Linked DNA regions of Mus musculus: all the other regions are linked to region 3. A link is a contact called in public Micro-C and promoter capture Hi-C data. All regions are on one chromosome and are shown on one strand. Each heading gives the region's core, a stretch centred on a gene start, on an enhancer-like site or on the middle of the called end of the contact. The rest is flanking DNA. Distances are from core to core; before and after follow the strand shown.

The links. Promoter capture Hi-C pulls out the DNA fragments that hold promoters and counts their contacts. A called contact is a pair of places that touch in the nucleus more often than the background predicts.
Region 1: a Micro-C map of embryonic stem cells shows a contact between it and region 3, with 2.5 times the contacts expected there. The contact joins the promoter of Pwwp2b here to the promoter of Nkx6-2 in region 3. A contact is called at or near these places in 10 of 39 promoter capture datasets (the 3T3-L1 cell line, cranial neural crest, embryonic stem cells and 5 more), 13 of 484 Hi-C or Micro-C datasets (the C2C12 cell line, cardiomyocytes, cortical neurons and 3 more), 12 of 115 datasets of contacts at active chromatin or transcription factors (astrocytes, bone marrow-derived macrophages, embryonic hindbrain and 3 more) and 2 of 9 other capture datasets (adipose tissue and pancreatic islet).
Region 2: a promoter capture Hi-C map of neural stem cells shows a contact between it and region 3. The contact joins the promoter of Caly here to the promoter of Nkx6-2 in region 3. A contact is called at or near these places in 4 of 39 promoter capture datasets (the 3T3-L1 cell line, neural stem cells, second pharyngeal arch cranial neural crest and 1 more).
Region 4: a contact with region 3 is called in a Micro-C map of embryonic stem cells, with 2.2 times the contacts expected there. The contact joins the promoter of Stk32c here to the promoter of Nkx6-2 in region 3. A contact is called at or near these places in 1 of 39 promoter capture datasets (macrophages), 3 of 484 Hi-C or Micro-C datasets (all in embryonic stem cells), 3 of 115 datasets of contacts at active chromatin or transcription factors (all in embryonic stem cells) and 2 of 9 other capture datasets (embryonic stem cells and liver).
Region 5: a Micro-C map of embryonic stem cells shows a contact between it and region 3, with 2.3 times the contacts expected there. The contact joins the promoter of Dpysl4 here to the promoter of Nkx6-2 in region 3. A contact is called at or near these places in 15 of 39 promoter capture datasets (the 3T3-L1 cell line, cranial neural crest, embryonic stem cells and 8 more), 5 of 484 Hi-C or Micro-C datasets (the HL-1 cell line, cerebellum and embryonic stem cells), 8 of 115 datasets of contacts at active chromatin or transcription factors (all in embryonic stem cells) and 3 of 9 other capture datasets (adipose tissue, embryonic stem cells and liver).

Annotation. Positions count from the first base shown.
Region 1 is chr7:139,246,615-139,249,810 of GRCm38.p6, forward strand. It overlaps Pwwp2b (PWWP domain containing 2B), which reads left to right and starts at 1,868. Exons shown (of 3, transcript NM_001098636.1): 1 at 1,868-2,029. The coding sequence starts at 1,905.
Region 2 is chr7:140,080,916-140,084,103 of GRCm38.p6, forward strand. Caly (calcyon neuron-specific vesicular protein) reads right to left here and starts at 1,633. Exons shown (of 5, transcript NM_001190385.1): 1 at 1,547-1,633.
Region 3 is chr7:139,581,242-139,584,311 of GRCm38.p6, forward strand. It overlaps Nkx6-2 (NK6 homeobox 2), which reads right to left and starts at 1,556. Exons shown (of 3, transcript NM_183248.3): 1 at 893-1,556; 2 at 640-812; 3 at 1-447. The coding sequence starts at 1,298. The coding sequence ends at 193. Gm33031 (a long non-coding RNA gene) reads left to right here and starts at 1,555. Exons shown (of 7, transcript XR_003946896.1): 1 at 1,555-3,070.
Region 4 is chr7:139,186,510-139,189,984 of GRCm38.p6, forward strand. It overlaps Stk32c (serine/threonine kinase 32C), which reads right to left and starts at 1,985. Exons shown (of 12, transcript NM_021302.3): 1 at 1,590-1,985. The coding sequence starts at 1,854.
Region 5 is chr7:139,084,678-139,088,143 of GRCm38.p6, forward strand. Dpysl4 (dihydropyrimidinase-like 4) reads left to right here and starts at 1,324. Exons shown (of 14, transcript NM_011993.4): 1 at 1,324-1,484. The coding sequence starts at 1,446.

The DNA.
Region 1 (3,196 bases), core at 618-3,117, 330 kb before region 3:
TCCCGCCACAAGCTGAACCCTAGGTTCCTGGGCCTCTCGGACTTCCAGACCTCCTAGCCACTGTCCCTTACCACAGCCAAACTACCCTTCTTGCTGACATCTGGGAGTTAATAGAAGCAAGCTCCTTATCCACACAATAAGCTAGCAGTTTTCACGGTGTCCCTCTGTCCATGCCCCACATCGGAAGAGGTCTTCTATATTGCCTCTACAACCAGGAGTCCCTGAACAAGGGCACCTGCTTGCTCAAGTGCCTTTTTCGGACTACCCCACAGTTGCTCAGACTATAGATGTCCCCAGCTTGGAAGCTACTGAACTGGCTGGGGGGAGGGGGATGTCCTGCTGTAGGCTGTACTGAGCAGGCATCCCCAGTACTCAGGCACAGATGCTTAGTATCTGGGTTGAGCGAGTGGGCAGCCTCCCACCAGCCCTCCACCTGGAACTGAGCTGGGAATGGTTCCTGTAGCCAGCGTTTTTTTTTTTTTTTTTCCTCCAAAATCTGCAGCACCCAGCTCTGGAGAGAAGGAGTGAGGAAAACAGACGTTTGTGGGAGGGGGACTGCCCCTCAGCTGGACTCCGCCCAGACTTTCTCATCTGCTCTAGTGTAGCCTTAAGGCAAGGTAAAGTGGCGCCAGGGCGGCCTCGGCTGTCCTTGGCGGCGTCAGTGGTAGCAGCCCTGAAGCAAGTCCCAGCAGGGCAAGAACTCCACTCCCCAGCTGAAAAGGACATGGGCCTGGTAGATCCGTGGTCAGTACCTCTCTGCCCTTTTGGTGCCTCCAATGCAGGGTCATGGCGATGCAAGTCAGCCTTAGGGGCCCGATTCACAGACGCCATTGGTCATTGCAACGTGACAGACCCTTGGAGGCAGTCAGTTATGGATTCCGAATCCGGATTCAGAGTGCAAGTGCTTGCGGAAACCGGAGGAGGTCTAGGGTGGCGGTCAGCCGTCCGCCGGGCGCCGCCACCTCCCACTCATGGCCAGGCTGCCCTCGCGGGCCCGGTTGCACACGCCCGGGGAGCCTGGCTCTTGCTCATGGGAGGTGGCTCTTCATACTGTACACTAAGCGAGGAGTGCTGCAGCGAGTAGTCCCAGGAGACGCAAGAGCTCTGGATAGAATAATCCTGCCAACACTAGTGCTGGCCAGCCCCGCGCCCTGCGAGGTTCTCAAACAGACCGGAGCACTATAGTCTCCTAGGAGGCGCCGAGCACACCTGGGTAGCCCAGTGCCAGGTAGCCCTGTAGTGAGGGTGACACTAGGCCTCTTGTAAGGGCCCCATTGGTGTCCCTCGGCACCCGGAGTCTCCTCTGCCAGGCCTGATTCGCTTCAAATACACGTGTCCACAGACTTTTTCAAGTACCAAGTGGACACAGGAGTCGTGCGTAGAAGACGCTGCCGGGGTCCTCTAGCACAAACTGGTAGACAGGGGACCCCCAGACTACATGGGGGAAGGGCCCCAGGCTGCGCCGGGCTCAGGGAGTGGCCCCGGGACAGGATCAGGAAGGAGGTGGGGCCCGGGGTGGAACCCAGAGAAGCAGAGTGGGGGAAGGGCCTGGACCCGGGGAGTGTCCCCGCTACCCCTCGGTTCCTGGCAAGGCCTCCTAGGGGGCATTCCAAGCCTGCGTGGCGTCAAGATTAACGAACCCTTCTCCCCGCCCGGTGGGGCCCCCGCAATGCGTTGCAAGCCCAGCTTTGAGAGCCGGCTGTGGGCGCACGCTGCGGGCGGACCGCCCCACGCCCTCCGGCTCCTGGGAGCGCAGCCCGCGGCCGCGCGCCCCAGCCTAGCTCCGCGGTGGCGGCCGGCACACAGAGCTTTGTGACGTCAGGCGGCGTCACGCGGGGCTGACCCGGCGGCGGCGGCGGCGGCGGCGGTGGCGGGCGGGGGCGGCCTCCGGAGGCGGCGGGAGCATGGAGCCGCGGGCCGGCTGCCGGTTGCCGGTGCGGGTGGAACAGGTCGTCAACGGCGCGCTGGTGGTCACCGTGAGCTGTGGCGAGCGCAGCTTCGCCGGAATCCTGCTGGATTGCACGAAAAAGTGAGCGGGGCAGGGTCGCGGGCCCGGGACTCCTCGGAATCTCCCGGGACACTCCTCCACCGATTCAAGGTTCCAATGCAGGCTCCGAGAGGAGCAGCAAAGCCCGGCGTCCGCTTTCAGTTTCTGCTGGGCCGGGGTTTCGAGGCGCGCCAGCTGGCCGCCGGTCTGGGTGCGAAAGTGGCTCTCTCCCAAAGTCGCGGTGACTTTCGGGGCAGGAGAGCGTGCGGCCCCGCAGAGGGGCTGCGGTGCCGGCCGGGACGCACGGGAAGCCTTGCCTGAAACTCCGCACATCTGCCATAATTAACGCACTTTTCTTTGTTCAGACGCACTGTTGAATTCGACTGTTTGTAGAATCGTGATTCGTTTAAGGGGGTCAGTTAAGCTATGGCCTCACCTGTCACAAGAGGGGGGAAGCCCAAGGCTTATAGGAGTGGCTGGTGGAGACCAGCTGCGAGACTGCGGGGTGTAGAAACACTGCTGTGGGCGAGGCGCCTTGCGGGGGAGTGGAAGATACAAGTTCCAGGGCCAGTGCCTCTACTGGAGGGGCGCATTGGGCTTGGCTCCTGAGACCACCTGTATACCCTTTGCAGGGGCTTCTGCAGCGCAGAACAGCCACCTGAACCCAGAATCACATGGCACTGCGCTGTCACTGCCTGATAAATGATTAGGCATTAATCAGGCTGTGACTCTTCTGCTCCAGCCAGGCTTCATTCTGGAATTAGGAACAGAAAAGGGCTCTGCTTTCAAAGACCCAACTTTTTCCCTTCCTAAAGCCCGGATTTCCCTGGGTTCCCACCACAGAGCAGAGCCCTTCCTCCTTCGACAGTTACCCTGCTGACATTATGTCTTCATTAGATGTGCCAGAAGCCATTTATGCACAAGTCATGTGACTTAACATATGGCCTCCCGTGTGACTGGTGCCCCTCTCTTGTTGGTTAGTACAGGGAGTGCCTATAATGGGGTGACATTCAGGGGCTGCAGAATAGCCACCTGAAAGCTTCCAAGGCAAGCCATCCCCCACCCTGCTGATGGCTGCCCTCTCCTCCCTAGGCAGGTCTGGCTGCACCCCTGCTCAACCTGTGCAGCCTGCTCTGGCCTCTCCCTAGAGAGTCTGCAGCAGAGGACCCGCATTTCCCCAGTTCTCAGGCTCCAGTGCTCAAGATAAGA
Region 2 (3,188 bases), core at 383-2,882, 500 kb after region 3:
GAGCTCCGCCTATGGTTGCCTGGGTGATGCAGCGGCCAGGGCTAGTTTACGTCATCTCGGGTTCCCATGGCAACAAAGGCAGGCCTTTCGCTCCCTGTCAAATTTCTAGCCCTCCGTCGTCAGGCAGAACATCGCATCCCAAGAGTGGACAACTCTCACCTTCTCTCAGCACACCAGAAGATTCCATCTAGGATTTTGGGGTTCCCGCTGGGAAGATGATAGGGGTCATAAAGGTTTAGAATTGGGAAGACTTCCTAACATCATCCACGGGTCCTCCCCTCTATCCCACTCTGTCATTTGGTCTCCCGAGAGTTTGTTTTTCATTTTCAGCGCTCTCCGGGGGTGGTGGGGCGGGTATCTCTGATCACGGTCTATGCACCAACAAGACGCTGACGGACAAATATTGGAGGATGCGAATTTTTATTTGAAAACCCATAAAAGCTGGGTTAGAGGTCACAGACTCACGTTCACACGGACCCTTTCATGCTGCGTCACACAGAAGTGCACATTGGTGGGGGCTCGTGCTCTCCTCTTACGACGCTGCCGCAGTGCCCACCCTGGTCTGCTTGCACCCAAGCCTTTTAGGTCATAGATGTTTGCCTCCAGTTTGAACGGCTGTTGTTCTGTGGGGCCCAAGCAAAGAGGGACAGAGAGGAGGGGCACAGCTGCTTGTGGCTCCCGACACTCACCAGCCACCTGTGGCCCAGCATCTAGAGCCAAGCCCCGCGGCAGGTGGTTTGAGACAAATGGCTATCATACCTCCTACCATCCTTTAACCTTCACTCAGCGACCCCCATCAGGCCCTAACGCTCAATGTTCTGGGCAACACCCCTTCTGCTAATCCCTTTCTCTCCATCGAGCTGTTTCCTTTTTTAACACCCAGCACCCAGCAGTCAGACCCGAACAGGAGCTGACGGTTTTGCCCCTGGGCCACCTTGGAGATGCACAGCTCCCACTGGCTCTCCCAGACCTGCAGAGGTGGAGCCAGCCCACAAGGAGGGGGTCTGCAGTCACCATGAACTGGGCGAGATGAGGTCCAGCTGTCCCGCCGCCCCTGCTACCCTACTATGCCCAGGATAAGGATTTGCAGCTTCATATGGGGTTTGTGCAGGCTGAGCAGCCATAATTCTTCCTAATGTCCAGGCTGCCACTGGCCTGTAGGGGTTTCTCGACATACCTTGAGGTCTAGGGACCTTTCCATCCACCTCAAGCCAGCAGAGCTGCTGCCCCCAACTGTCCCGAGAGGTCTAATGACCACCCTCCACCGGAGCCAGCGGGGCCAACCTGACTTCTAGTGGAGACCACAGGAAGGAGATGGCTGTGCTCCACCGCTCTGGCAGACATCGGATCAGTCAAATCACTCCCACATAGACTCTCAACCCCTACACCCATATCTTTGCACGTACATCCCACAGACGCACAGTCACACACTCTTGCACCCGCCCCCTTCCTCGCACCTCTCACATCCCTGCACCCTTGCACACCCACGCACACATGCTGGCCCCCTCGTCCCCATTCCAAAAGGAGAAACGTGGAAATGGCTCACAGGCAGTTGCTGCAGGACGCAGTCGCGGGAGGACAGGGATGCAGTGTAGATGCGGAGGATGCAGTTCCAGGCGCTTCACCACCAGGCGGGGCGGGCTAGGGGCTGAAGCCTGAGAGCGAGGCTGTGGTTGCCATGGAGATGCAGGCTGGAGGAGGGACCACTGTGGCTCAGGTGGCCTCACACCCCCTCCCACGGCAGATCTCTGCACTGTCTCTTATCACACTCACACACCTGACACAAGCACTTCACACACCCACGAAATACATTTCACATACTTGATACACACTTCACCCTCCCATACGCACATATTGCTTGCTTTCTTTCTTTCTTTCTTCCTTCCTTCCTTTCTTTCTTTCTTCCTTCCTTCCTTCCTTCCTTCCTTCCTTTCTTTCTTTCTTTCTTTCTTTCTTTTTTTTTGTTGTTGATTTTTGTTTATTTGTTTGTTTTTTGTTTTTCAAGACAGGGTTTCTCTGTGTAGCCCTGGCTGTCCTGGAACTCATTCTGTAGACCAGGCCTCAAACTCAGAAATCCACCGCCTCTGCCTCCCAAGTGCTGGGATTAAAGACGTGCGCCACCACTGCCCGGCTACATATTGCTAAGACACACTTCATACACAATTTACACCCCTGACACACACAGCATGCAAAGGCATACATCACACCAGTTCTCACATCTCATGTCACTTCACTGCAGGGGGGCAACCAGGAGACCAGAGGAGCCCTGGCTGCTCCTCCAGCTGGGATTCCAGGGGTTAAGGGAGAGCCTGTTCCTTCCCCTGAGATCTCACAATAGAAGCTGGGGTCAGGACAGCTGTGGTTGGCCTCTGACCTAGAGGGCGCTCCTCTAGACGCCTTTCCATGTCTGAATTTCTGGGCTGGAAGCTTTCCTAGGACTGGCCTTGTCTTGCTTGGTCACTGGTGCCTGAATAATGGTAATATGCAGAAGGCACTGGACAGATGTTTAGTTGATAGTATGCCTCGCTTCACACAGGGCATCTCTAGTGGCCGTGCTTCTCCTGGTCTTCCGCTCGAGGCAGCAGTACTCTCTGTTCACAGTTCTGTCTTGCTGTTGACTGGAATCCGCCTTAAAAAAGATTTATTTATTTATTTTATGTATATGAGTACACTGTAGCTGTACTGATGGTTGTGAGCCATCATGTGGTTGCTGGGAATTTGAATTCAGGACCTCTGCTCACTCTGGTGGAGCCCACTCAATCCAGCCTAAAGATTTATTTATTATTATACAAAAGTAAACTGTAGCTGTCTTCAGACACACCAGAAGAGGGCATCAGATCTTATTACGGATGGTTGTGAGTCACCATGTATTTGAACTCAGGACCTTCAGAAGAACAGTCAAGTGCTCTTAACCGCTGAGCCATCTCTCCAGCCCTGACTGGAACCCTCTTGCTGTCGTGAATCACGGCTTGTCCGCAGACAGGTATCTGAATTGTTCTCCTTTGTGTCTGTTGCATGACATGTAACAACATTCCTGACCAAGTCTTCGTTAGACACATGCTTCTATTGCTCTTGGGTAGATGCTGGAAAGTGCAACTGTGGTGAGCTGTCAACATGGGTGCTGGGAACTGAACTCTGGACCAATCCAAGAGCATCAAGTGTCCTTAATAATGTTGCCACTTCTCCAG
Region 3 (3,070 bases), core at 306-2,805:
ACGTGTTAAATAATTTATTGATTATACAAAGTGATCGGCCCAAACCCCGTACTCCGCCATCACGCCAAGGCCGCGCCAACGTCCGCTTTATAACTTATTCTGTAAAAATATATATACACACTGCGGCTGGGCGGCTGGCGTCGGGGCATGCCGCGAGTCCCGGTTCTCGGGTTCTCCGGCCTGGCCGCGTCCTCACAAGGCGTCCCCCGCGCTGCCACCACACGGGCTAACGAGCGCCAAGTTCGAGGGTTTGTGCTTTTTGAGAAGCCGCGTGATCTTCTCGTCATCGGAGTTGGGGTCCAGGGGCCGGTTGTATTCGTCATCGTCCTCCGCGTCTGAGCCACCCACCTTCAGCTTCTCGGCATCCGAGTCTTGCTTCTTTTTAGCCGACGCCATCTCTGCCGCGTGCCGCTTGCGCCACTTGGTCCGCCGATTCTGGAACCACACCTGGGGGTTTGGGGGAGGGATCATCAGACGGGCACCGAGGCTCGCCTCACCCGACCAGCACTCCGGACCCGCCTGGCGCCAGCGCTTTCCGCGGTCCGGCCGCAGCCGAACCGCCGCTCGCCGGCCGTTCGCAGGACGCGGACTCCGGGCCCCGCCTCAATACTGCTGGACCCCGGCCCATTTCGAGCTCACCTTCACTTGGCTCTCGGTCATGCCCAGAGAGTAGGCAAGCCGCGCGCGCTCTGGGCCTGCCAAATACTTGGTCTGCTCGAAAGTCTTCTCCAGCGCGAAGATCTGCTGGCCGGAGAAAGTCGGCCGCGAGTGTTTCTTCTTGCCATCCTTATCCAGGACCCCGCCGGCTTGGGCTGCGAAGAAGAGCCAGTGAGCGCAGTCCGAGGCCCGCGCCCAGCCCCTCTCCTTACCGAATCCCGCGCGGGCCACTTACCGGAGCCGGCCAGTCGCGGGTCCCTCCAGGGAGAGCCCTGCACCACCCCAGGCCAGAAGATGGGCGGGCGCCCAGGCAGTTCCGCCAGCGGCTTGGGGTAGCCCCGAGCCACGGCGGCTGCGGGCCCGAAGTAGACACCTGCAGACGAGGCGAGCCCGTTGAGACGGGGCAGACTTCCTAGGAGGCCGCCACCCGCTGCGCCCACCGGCCGTCCCAGGATGTCGCTGATGCCGTGCGGAGTGCCTAGAGGCAACTGCGCGCCAAGGCTGCCTAGGGCGGGTGTCTTGAAGCCCGCCGGGCCCTGCAGCGCGTAGGGGAACAGCGACGTCTTCATCTCAGCCATGTTGTGCAGCGCGGCTAAAGGCGCGCTGCTCAGCACAAACGCACCCGGGCGGTTAGCGTCCATGGGCGCCGCCGCCTCCGACCCGGGCGCCCATCCGGGCCCCGCTGCCACCGCCCGCACCCGCCGGCTCGGGAAGTTTGCGCGCGGCGCCGAAGAGCGCCGGCTACGCTGGGACGGGTGGACCGCGTTTCAAACGAACGCCGACGGCCCCTACGGGAAAGCGAGAGGACCGACGGCTGTTGCGCTGAATGGGCGGCGGTCAGAGAGAAGGCAGGGATACTAAGGGCGGCGGGAGCGGCAGTGGCGGCTCCGGGGCAGGTCGGAGCGGCGCCGCGCGGGATGGACGCACTGATAACCGCGGGGCCTGGGCGCGGCGCGCGCGCTGATTGGCTGAAGGCACTGGCGACCAGGCCATTGGCCAGCGTCCGGCCCGTCTGCGCGCGCCCCCGCCGGCCATGCACTCCATGAAGGGCCCATTAGCGAGGCAGGTGCCTCCGGGACTGTAAATTTGCCCCCTGATTTATCTCCCTAGAGATGAAATAAATCCCGTTGGATGGGAGTTTAGTTAGGCAAAGGTTTTAATGGGAAAATCAGGAAAAAATACGAGAACATATTTTATCGACCGAAAGAATGTAGATTTCAAGATCCACTCCGAAAGCTCAAGCTCAGTATGCTTAGTTCAGGGAAGAGCCTGGGACGGCTGGACGCCACAGGTCAGGGCACTCCATCTTGGATCAGGGCCCAAGCCCTGTACTGGGGTTCCTTCTCCTTCCCAGCTCGTGGTGGTGTGGGCTGTTGTGAACTTGTGGGTATAACTTTTCTGGGTGGATTTTGAACGAAAAAGGGTGGACTCTAGGGACCAGATAGATTTGGCTTCCTCAGATCTGCCAAACTCTGCCAACTGAACTCACTGACTTTAGATGGCTCCAGGCAACCGGTGACCTTACTACCACACACACACACACACACACAACCTATGCTGTCCTCCCGTTCTGAAATCCTTGAAGTTGGGTTGGGGTATCTGGGAGAGGCTAGGCCGTCCCCCTTGAACTTTTATGCTTATTAGGCACTCACCTAGGAGGTTACCCGTGTCCAGACTTTGAGGCCCAGGACCAGAATTCTCCTGCTTATTGCTTTCTGGCAAGCTGGACCTCGGGCCAGAATGCAGCGGTTTTGGAATTCAAGAACCAGGACGAAAGGATCACCTTACTCACTGACTTCGGCTGGGTATGCGTTTGCAGTCTAGCGGACAGAGCACTGGCTATAGACCCGGCCTGTAGAGCCCACTAGGCCTTAATTTCTTTTCTAGTACAGGGGCCTCTCACTCCATAAAATTGTTGGGCAGTTAACTGAAGTTGCAGCCACCTAGTGCGGCGGCGCACAGCAGGATCCGAGAAGGTAGCACGCTGGCGCTTATTTCTTTCCTCCTCTTGAGCAGTGCTTACTGTTAACCTCATAATACCTAGTACTGATTGTGATACAACCTGTGGAAATAGAATCTACTGTTTCCGGTCCTGGCGATTTAAGCAGAGGCCCTGTGCAGTTTGTTAATAACGACTTTCCCCTTTTGCCCTGGTCTCCAAGGTTTCTGTCTTACGGGCAAAAGTGATCCTAAAGGCTTCACGTAGGGGCCTAACGTCCACTGCTGCTGGTCCTCTTAGAAGTTCAGTTTCGTTTTTTAACAGTTAGTGTGGGGTCTTTACGCCACGCGTCTCCATCAGGTCAAGGCTTGGAAAGCCACTTTATGGCGGGAACTGGAAATAAGTGCTGTGGTCCCGCTGACTTCTGCAGGACCTGAAAGACCTTGCACGTATGATCCTCACCCATCCTCCCGT
Region 4 (3,475 bases), core at 735-3,234, 390 kb before region 3:
GCACCACACTGGCCTTGCCCCAATGCCCCTCGGAGAACCCTTGAGTTCCAAGGCAACACACTGTGAGGAAGAAAACATGGACGTAGACCAACGCCCCCAGCCCCTGTGCTACATCACTTTCTGTTTCCACCCTGCTGCCTTGGAGACATGATTCAGAGACGTGGAAGGATGGCCAGCCCTTAGCTGGCACCAGCGAGTACTGAAAGCAAATGTGTTTTCCAGACCTCTCATCTTGTAGCCAGAAACCCAATGCAAACCAGTTTCCTGCTCGGCTCCTTCTCGCAACTGGGCAGTTTTATTGGTTGTTTTTGGTTGGTTGGTTGGTTAGTTGGTTGGTTGGTTGGTTTTTAACTCTGAGTACTGATGTTGAAAATAAAAGTCTAACATGTGAGTCCTGTTGTCCCCAAGTTCAGAGCACAGTGACCGGCCACCTCAGAACACAATGTACCTGATGCAGATGGACCTGAATGCCCCTCCCCTGCTGACCATACTCAGCAGAGGCCTGGAACTCACTGGCCTGGCCTCATGCCTCCCGTTTCCAATAGGAACGCCAGCATGTAGCCTCATGTGCTCTCCAACACTGGCCTGAGTTCTGATTATTGTAATTTCCTAAATGCTTAAATTATTTATTGGAAATAAGTAGCTTGGGCTCCTATGCTGAACTGTGTTCTAAAATTATAAAAATCCATCATATCTCTGTAGGCTGCCTACAAATGAAAATGCATATTTTAACTATTTTAAGAAAATGTCAAAAAACATCAAATGTGTCATGACTGTACCATTTAAAATTATCCGCATGGCATCTGTAGGGAAAAGCTATAAGTTACATGTGAAGCCATCCCAGTTCTCCCAAAGCTGTATCCAGCAGGTGCTAAGTCAAGGGTCCTTGTACCTAGCAGGGCTCCAGCTGCTGGGCTTGCAGGGCCAAATGCCTGGCACCTCCCCGCCCCCCCGCCAGCTCCCCACCAGGTTACCCTGCTGCTACTCAAGAGACACTGGTCCTCCAGGTCAACTATCACTGCAGAAAGAACACGAGTTCCCCGAGGGCGGGTCTTTTCACAAAGACAAGGATGGATTGTGCAGCATAATCCGGTGAAGGTTCTGGGTTTGAAGGATGGAACACCTCAAACTGAAGGGCCCAAGCCCCTGTGCCACCTGTAGGGCAGCCACCTCTCTTCACAAACTGCACACCAAGCAAGAATCTCCTGGAATTAAAAGTAACCACGCAGCCTGCACACCACCCATAAAGGAAAATGAAAACGTGCGGTGCCGGTGCGCTTTAGTGGGCGGTGTCGCGCCTGAGCCTGGAGCCTCCACCATCACCGACTCTCACCTCGAAAGGCGAGCCAGAACCTCATCTACCCGCTGCGCTGTCACTGGAAACAGGACGCGCCATGGGGACTTCAGTCGTGGCCCAATAGTTTCCCCGGAAACGCAGACTCCCCAAGAAGTGGTCCCACCCAGGTGGCGACTTCGTCCCAACGCAGAGAAATGCCACCCCCGCGTCCGCCCTGAGACAGCGCGCGAGGTCTCCAGAGGCCCGGGTACCCGGCTGTCCCCGGGAGTCCCCAGTGGGCGGTTTCACTCACCGTCCTCCTTGTCGTCAAACACCGGCCTCCGCGCGCTGCCTGACGATATGGACGACATAGACATCCTCTTCTTCCACTTGCTCCACTGAAACAGGGGGCGCGGCTGCGCGCGGGCATCTCCGGCGTCCCGGGCCCGGGGCTGGCTAGCTGCCGGCGGCGGCAAGGCGGGGGACACATCGGAGCCCGCGGGGCGCGCACGACCGGGAGGCGGCGAACTGGGGGGCGCCGCGGCGCTGCTGCCCCTTCTCTCCGCCCCGCTCCTCATCGCCAGGCCTGGGTATGCGCAGCGGCCACAGCCCGGAACATGGCCCGCGCCCGACCCTGGGAGAGCAGAGCGCTAAGGGCCGGCAACGCCGGCCGTTCTCCTGGTATCTGCTCTGGCTCGCCAGGGCAGCCGACCCGCCCGCGGATTGCGAGCAGCGGGGCGGGGCCGGAGGGGTGGACTCAGGGTGGAGTCGGGAACCGGGGCGGGGCCAGGGCGGGGCTGGTATTAGATTCCGTGCGCAGCACACAGAGTGGGCTACCCGCGGAAAAGGGTCTAGTTCGCGGAGGCTCGACCCTTGCACCGAAAAGGCAACGGAGATAAAAGCGAGAGAGAACAGATGCTAGTCGCCTCCCTCCTATCTTGAAGTGCCCAAGAGGCCAGAAATGAGGACTCTTTCCTTCACAGGGCGGCGGAGACCTTTGGGGGCCCTGCAGGAATGTTGTGACTAGCGAGCAACCGGGAATCCTCTGGGCCTTCCAACCTCTGCTGTCTTCGTAGAAAAAGTCGATTGCAGATTTCTACCACTCTGTCTTTAGAAACCTCAAACTTTAGGCCGCGGTTTTGCGCTGTGAGCATAATGGGGGTCGAGAAGTATCTAAGCTGTGGTGGCAGCAGGGTGTTATCCCGCTCTGAGGCCACAGGCGGCAGGGGATCTGGACGCCTGAGGAGGGCGGGAGGAGGGCGGAGTCTGGCATGCAAGCCCCGCCCAGAGTGGACATTAAGACCCTTAACATACAGATGCTCTTGTTCAGAAACCTGGTTGTACTTTACCCTAGACTAGCTCCTCTGACCTCTCTTTGTATAGCTTATTGGGCAGCTAATAGAGTCCTCTAGTACAGCTTTGCGTCAAAGACCCGGGGAGGGACACAAGTCATCTAGGGCCTTGTGTCCTCACTAGGGTCTCCACTGCACATTGGGAAGCCTGGAACTCAGCTAAGCCTTCTGTCTCGCTCCTGCTCCTGCTCCTGCTCCTGCTCCTGCTCCTGCTCCTGCTCCTGCTCCTGCTCCTGCTCCTGCTCCTGCTCCTGCTCCTGCTCCTGCTCCTGCTCCTGCTCCTGCTCCTGCTCCTGCTCCTGCTCCTGCTCCTGCTCCTGCTCCTGCTCCTGCTCCTGCTCCTGCTGCTCCTGCTGCTCCTGCTGCTCCTGCTGCTCCTGCTGCTCCTGCTGCTCCTGCTGCTCCTGCTGCTCCTGCTGCTCCTGCTGCTCCTGCTGCTCCTGCTGCTCCTGCTGCTCCTGCTGCTCCTGCTGCTCCTGCTGCTCCTGCTGCTCCTGCTGCTCCTGCTGCTCCTGCTGCTCCTGCTGCTCCTGCTCCTGCTCCTGCTCCTGCTCCTCCTGCTCCTGCTCCTGCTCCTGCTCCTGCTCCTGCTCCTGCTCCTGCTCCTGCTCCTGTTCCTCCTGCTCCTGCTCCTGCTCCTGCTCCTGCTCCTGCTCCTGCTCCTGCTCCTGCTCCTGCTCCTGCTCCTGCTCCTGCTCCTCCTGCTCCTGCTCCTGCTCTTGCTCCTGCTCCTGCTGCTCCTGCTCCTGCTGCTCCTGCTCCTGCTCCTGCTGCTCCTGCTCCTGCTCCTGCTCCTGCTCCTGCTCCTGCTCCTGCTCCTGCTCCTGCTCCTGTTCCTCCTGCTCCT
Region 5 (3,466 bases), core at 74-2,573, 500 kb before region 3:
TCCAGCATGGATGCATCATGGTCCAGCATGGATGCATCATGGTCCAGCATGGATGCATCATGGTCCAGCATGGATGCTGCCACAGCACTTGGAGTAGACACCAGCTTCACAGCTCTTGCCCTGCCTTCTGGGAGTGGGGTGGAAGTTGTGTCCTGAGGGCAAGTCGCCAGGGTTCTTCAGGACAGTTGGTGCCTCTGGCCTGGCCCAACGCTTTCAGCACCCTCTGTTTATGGACAGCATCAGTACAGAAAGGCTTATGTGGGCTCCGAGGGGGCCCAAGAGGTTGCAGCACTGCCCCATTCCACATGCAGGCCTCATGCTAGGGGTTGGGGTCACCTGGCTGCAAATATCCTACTCCCACTGTGATAGCCGGCCCTACCCTGCATGTCTGTGAAGCCTCTGGCTGGGCTTAAGCTTGGTGTTTTCTTCTGCTGTGCGGAGGATGTCTTGGAAAATAAGAGCTATCGATGGATGCACCACCCGACAGCCTGAAGAAGTCCTCAGGTTGGTGAGCTACACCAGGAACCACAGGGCCCCCAAAGAGCCAGGCAGAGATGATCCAGCCAACGCAACCTGTCCCTGGGGCCTGCCCAATGTGGCCCCAGTCTGCAGGCCTCAGCAGGTAAAGGAAGTAGGACTCAGGTTTGGGGCAGGAAGCTTGGCTAGCTATCGGTCCTGGTCCCACCTGGATTTCTCTACAGAGTCTCCTCTTCGGTCTTCCCTGGCAGTGTCCAGTCCAGCCCTTTCATCTTTGTCTTGGTTGTTTCTCTCTGCCACTTCAATGACTACCCACCTCCTACCTTAGACTGGTGTGACCTGCCAAGGAACAGTTTGGCCTAGGCATCACCACTCCCTAGTCCCGCGGTCACACCAGGCTAGGGGATTGCGCTCCAACCCGGAACCATTCCTTGAATATGTATGGATTCTGCTAGAGATGCTAGGCTAGATTTTGGCTCCTCCACCTAGATGTGAGAATTAGTTTTGAACCCTGGAGCCTAGGATGCCTCGGGCCACCACAGAACAAGGCTAGGTGCGGCCAGGCTGGCCAGGTAACTCTTCTCCTGTCATTCCCTGATTGCAAACTTCATAAGTGATGGTCCTGACAGGTCGTAAGTCATCCTTCTCTACTCCGCACAGGTGGACCGGGGTGCAGTGGTCCCAGCCTGTGGCCTCCAGGATGCTCTTGGGGAAGGGAGGGAGAGAGGGAAGGAAAAGAAAAGGAAAAGGGAAAGATTTCCAAGCAAACCAGCACAAACGGGAGCAAGGGGGAGGGGCCCGGATGCAAATGACGGTCGGTGGGCGGGGCCTGGATGCAAATAAGCTAATCGGAGCCCAGAGCCGGGCTAGCTCACACTCGGACTTCCTAAGCTCCGCGCGTGTCCTCGTCGGTACGTCCACGCCCGCGCAGCCCCTACCGAGGACACTCAGCCCGCCCGTGTATCAGGATGTCCTTCCAAGGCAAGAAGAGCATTCCCCGGATAACGGTGAGTCGGGCCCCCGCCCTCGCTGCGTCTGCGCCCCTTGCCCACGGCGGGAGTGGCTTGGCTTGCACGCTCAACGGACGACCCTCCCGGCCCTGTCCGTGAGTCCCACACCTGCTCCAGTCCCCAGCCCAGCGCCACCTTTTCTGCCCTCTCCTTCGCGCGCCGCCAGCAGCGGAGAGAGCTCTCCAGGCCGCGCGGAACCCTTTGCGCAGTCGGCGCACAGGCCCGCGGCCCCGCCAGCTCTCCGGAATCCGGTGATCCGCTTGGAGAGGCCGGGTACGCGAGCGGCCTGCTAGCCGGAGCATAGGTGGCCGGCCTCCTGCTGGGTCTAGCGTGTGGCGGATGGGGTTCAAGTGGACATTGCCTGGAGCTCTGTCTCCAGGACGCCCGGCGGACACAGCCTTTGTTGGCCCCGGGGCCTCAAGGCACTCGGACGTCCGAAGCTGCTCCCAGAGCAGCCCGTGGCCGTCTACCCCCTGGGCGCGCCGCTTTCGTGTCTCTAGCGCTTTGTCCGAGACAAAGCGATTTAGCCCTGGCTAGTAGATCTGATGTCCCTGGAGGCCCCGAGCCCCTGCACGAAGCCGGGTTCGGAGACTCCACGGAGAGGTGAGTACTAACTGACCACTGAAACCAACATCCCTACAGAGCCCCCTTTCAGAACAGACCTCCTCAATACAGACACGCAGAAAGTGAGAGGTCAGTGTGTCCACCCTGCCGGCCAGGAAACAAAGCCTTCCCAATGGGGCTGCTGGAAGCCTCGGGGGAAGGGAAAGGGAGCTGGGATCAGCTGGACCAGGTCGCGGGCTCCGGGAGGTCTTTAAAAAGCTCTAGACTTGTTCTCATCATAAGAGCTCTGGAGTCTAATCAGGCTGTTGGAGAGGTCAGCTCCCTAGCCTTCTACGGGGAGTCCTCTTCTCCTATTAGAGGAACCAAAAGTAGTTCCTGCCTTTTGGCTGCCTACTGTTCCTAGGGGTCCAGGCCTGAGGGAAAAGTCCCACCAGCTAGCTGGCAGTGAGTAGAGATGGAGGTAGCAGTCTCCTGCCTAGTCAAGCAGTGTTCATGAAAAGAGAGAGGGCTCACTGGAATTCCCATTCATCTAGATAGTGTATATCACAGTATTGCTTGCTCCCCCAAATCCGGGGAACCCCAGAGTGCAAATTCTGGTGCCTGAAAATAGGAGTCTAAATAAGGACCCCCAGAACTCAAGATTTCTGGCTCAGAGATTCCTCCTAAGGGCTGAGTTATCCTAGATTTTTCTGATAATGGCTAGGCAGAGAGGGGAAGAGGAGGGGTGTGGTCCTGAGTACCAGCCCCACGAAGTGGGTGGCTGTGGTAGGCCTTTGTAGATACCAATGCTCAGTGAGACTGGTTAGTGAGCACTCAGACATTTGGAGAGAGTTTGTAAAAGAGCTGCAGCCATGCTAAGTAGAGTCAGCAAGCTACTTCCACGACGGGCCAGATGGGAAGTCCATTCAGCTTGGGGGCCATGCCATGTCTATCTTGCTTGAGGACTCCTGGGCAGGGTGATTTCATGGACAGGAATGGACCTATGAACCTCATCCCTAGATGCTGCAATGTGGATTTCACAAAACGTTTACAAGTCATTCTTTTCGTCGTTTCCCCCAACCAGCTTAAAAATCGTGTGTGGGTAGGGGGCTGGGTGATGTAGGCTGGGCTTAGTTGCCAGGCCTTTGGAAGACTGTGTGGTAATGACAGAATAGGAGAACCCTGAGAATTCAGCCCAACACTAGGCAGTTGGTCAAAACAGTGGAGTATACAAAGGGCTCCCTGTCGTCCTTGTAGGCTGATAAGGCTCTGCTTGGCACTCTCTCAGCTGGTTCTCCTGGCCTCACACTGGTGTATAACAGGGCTGAAGCTGGCCTGGAGGTCTGGCTTGGCTGCCACATGGGCCACAGGAATTTGGGGCATGTAGCCAGGTTTTCTTGTTCAATGAGGAGTAGTTTCCCTGGCTAGTTCACAGG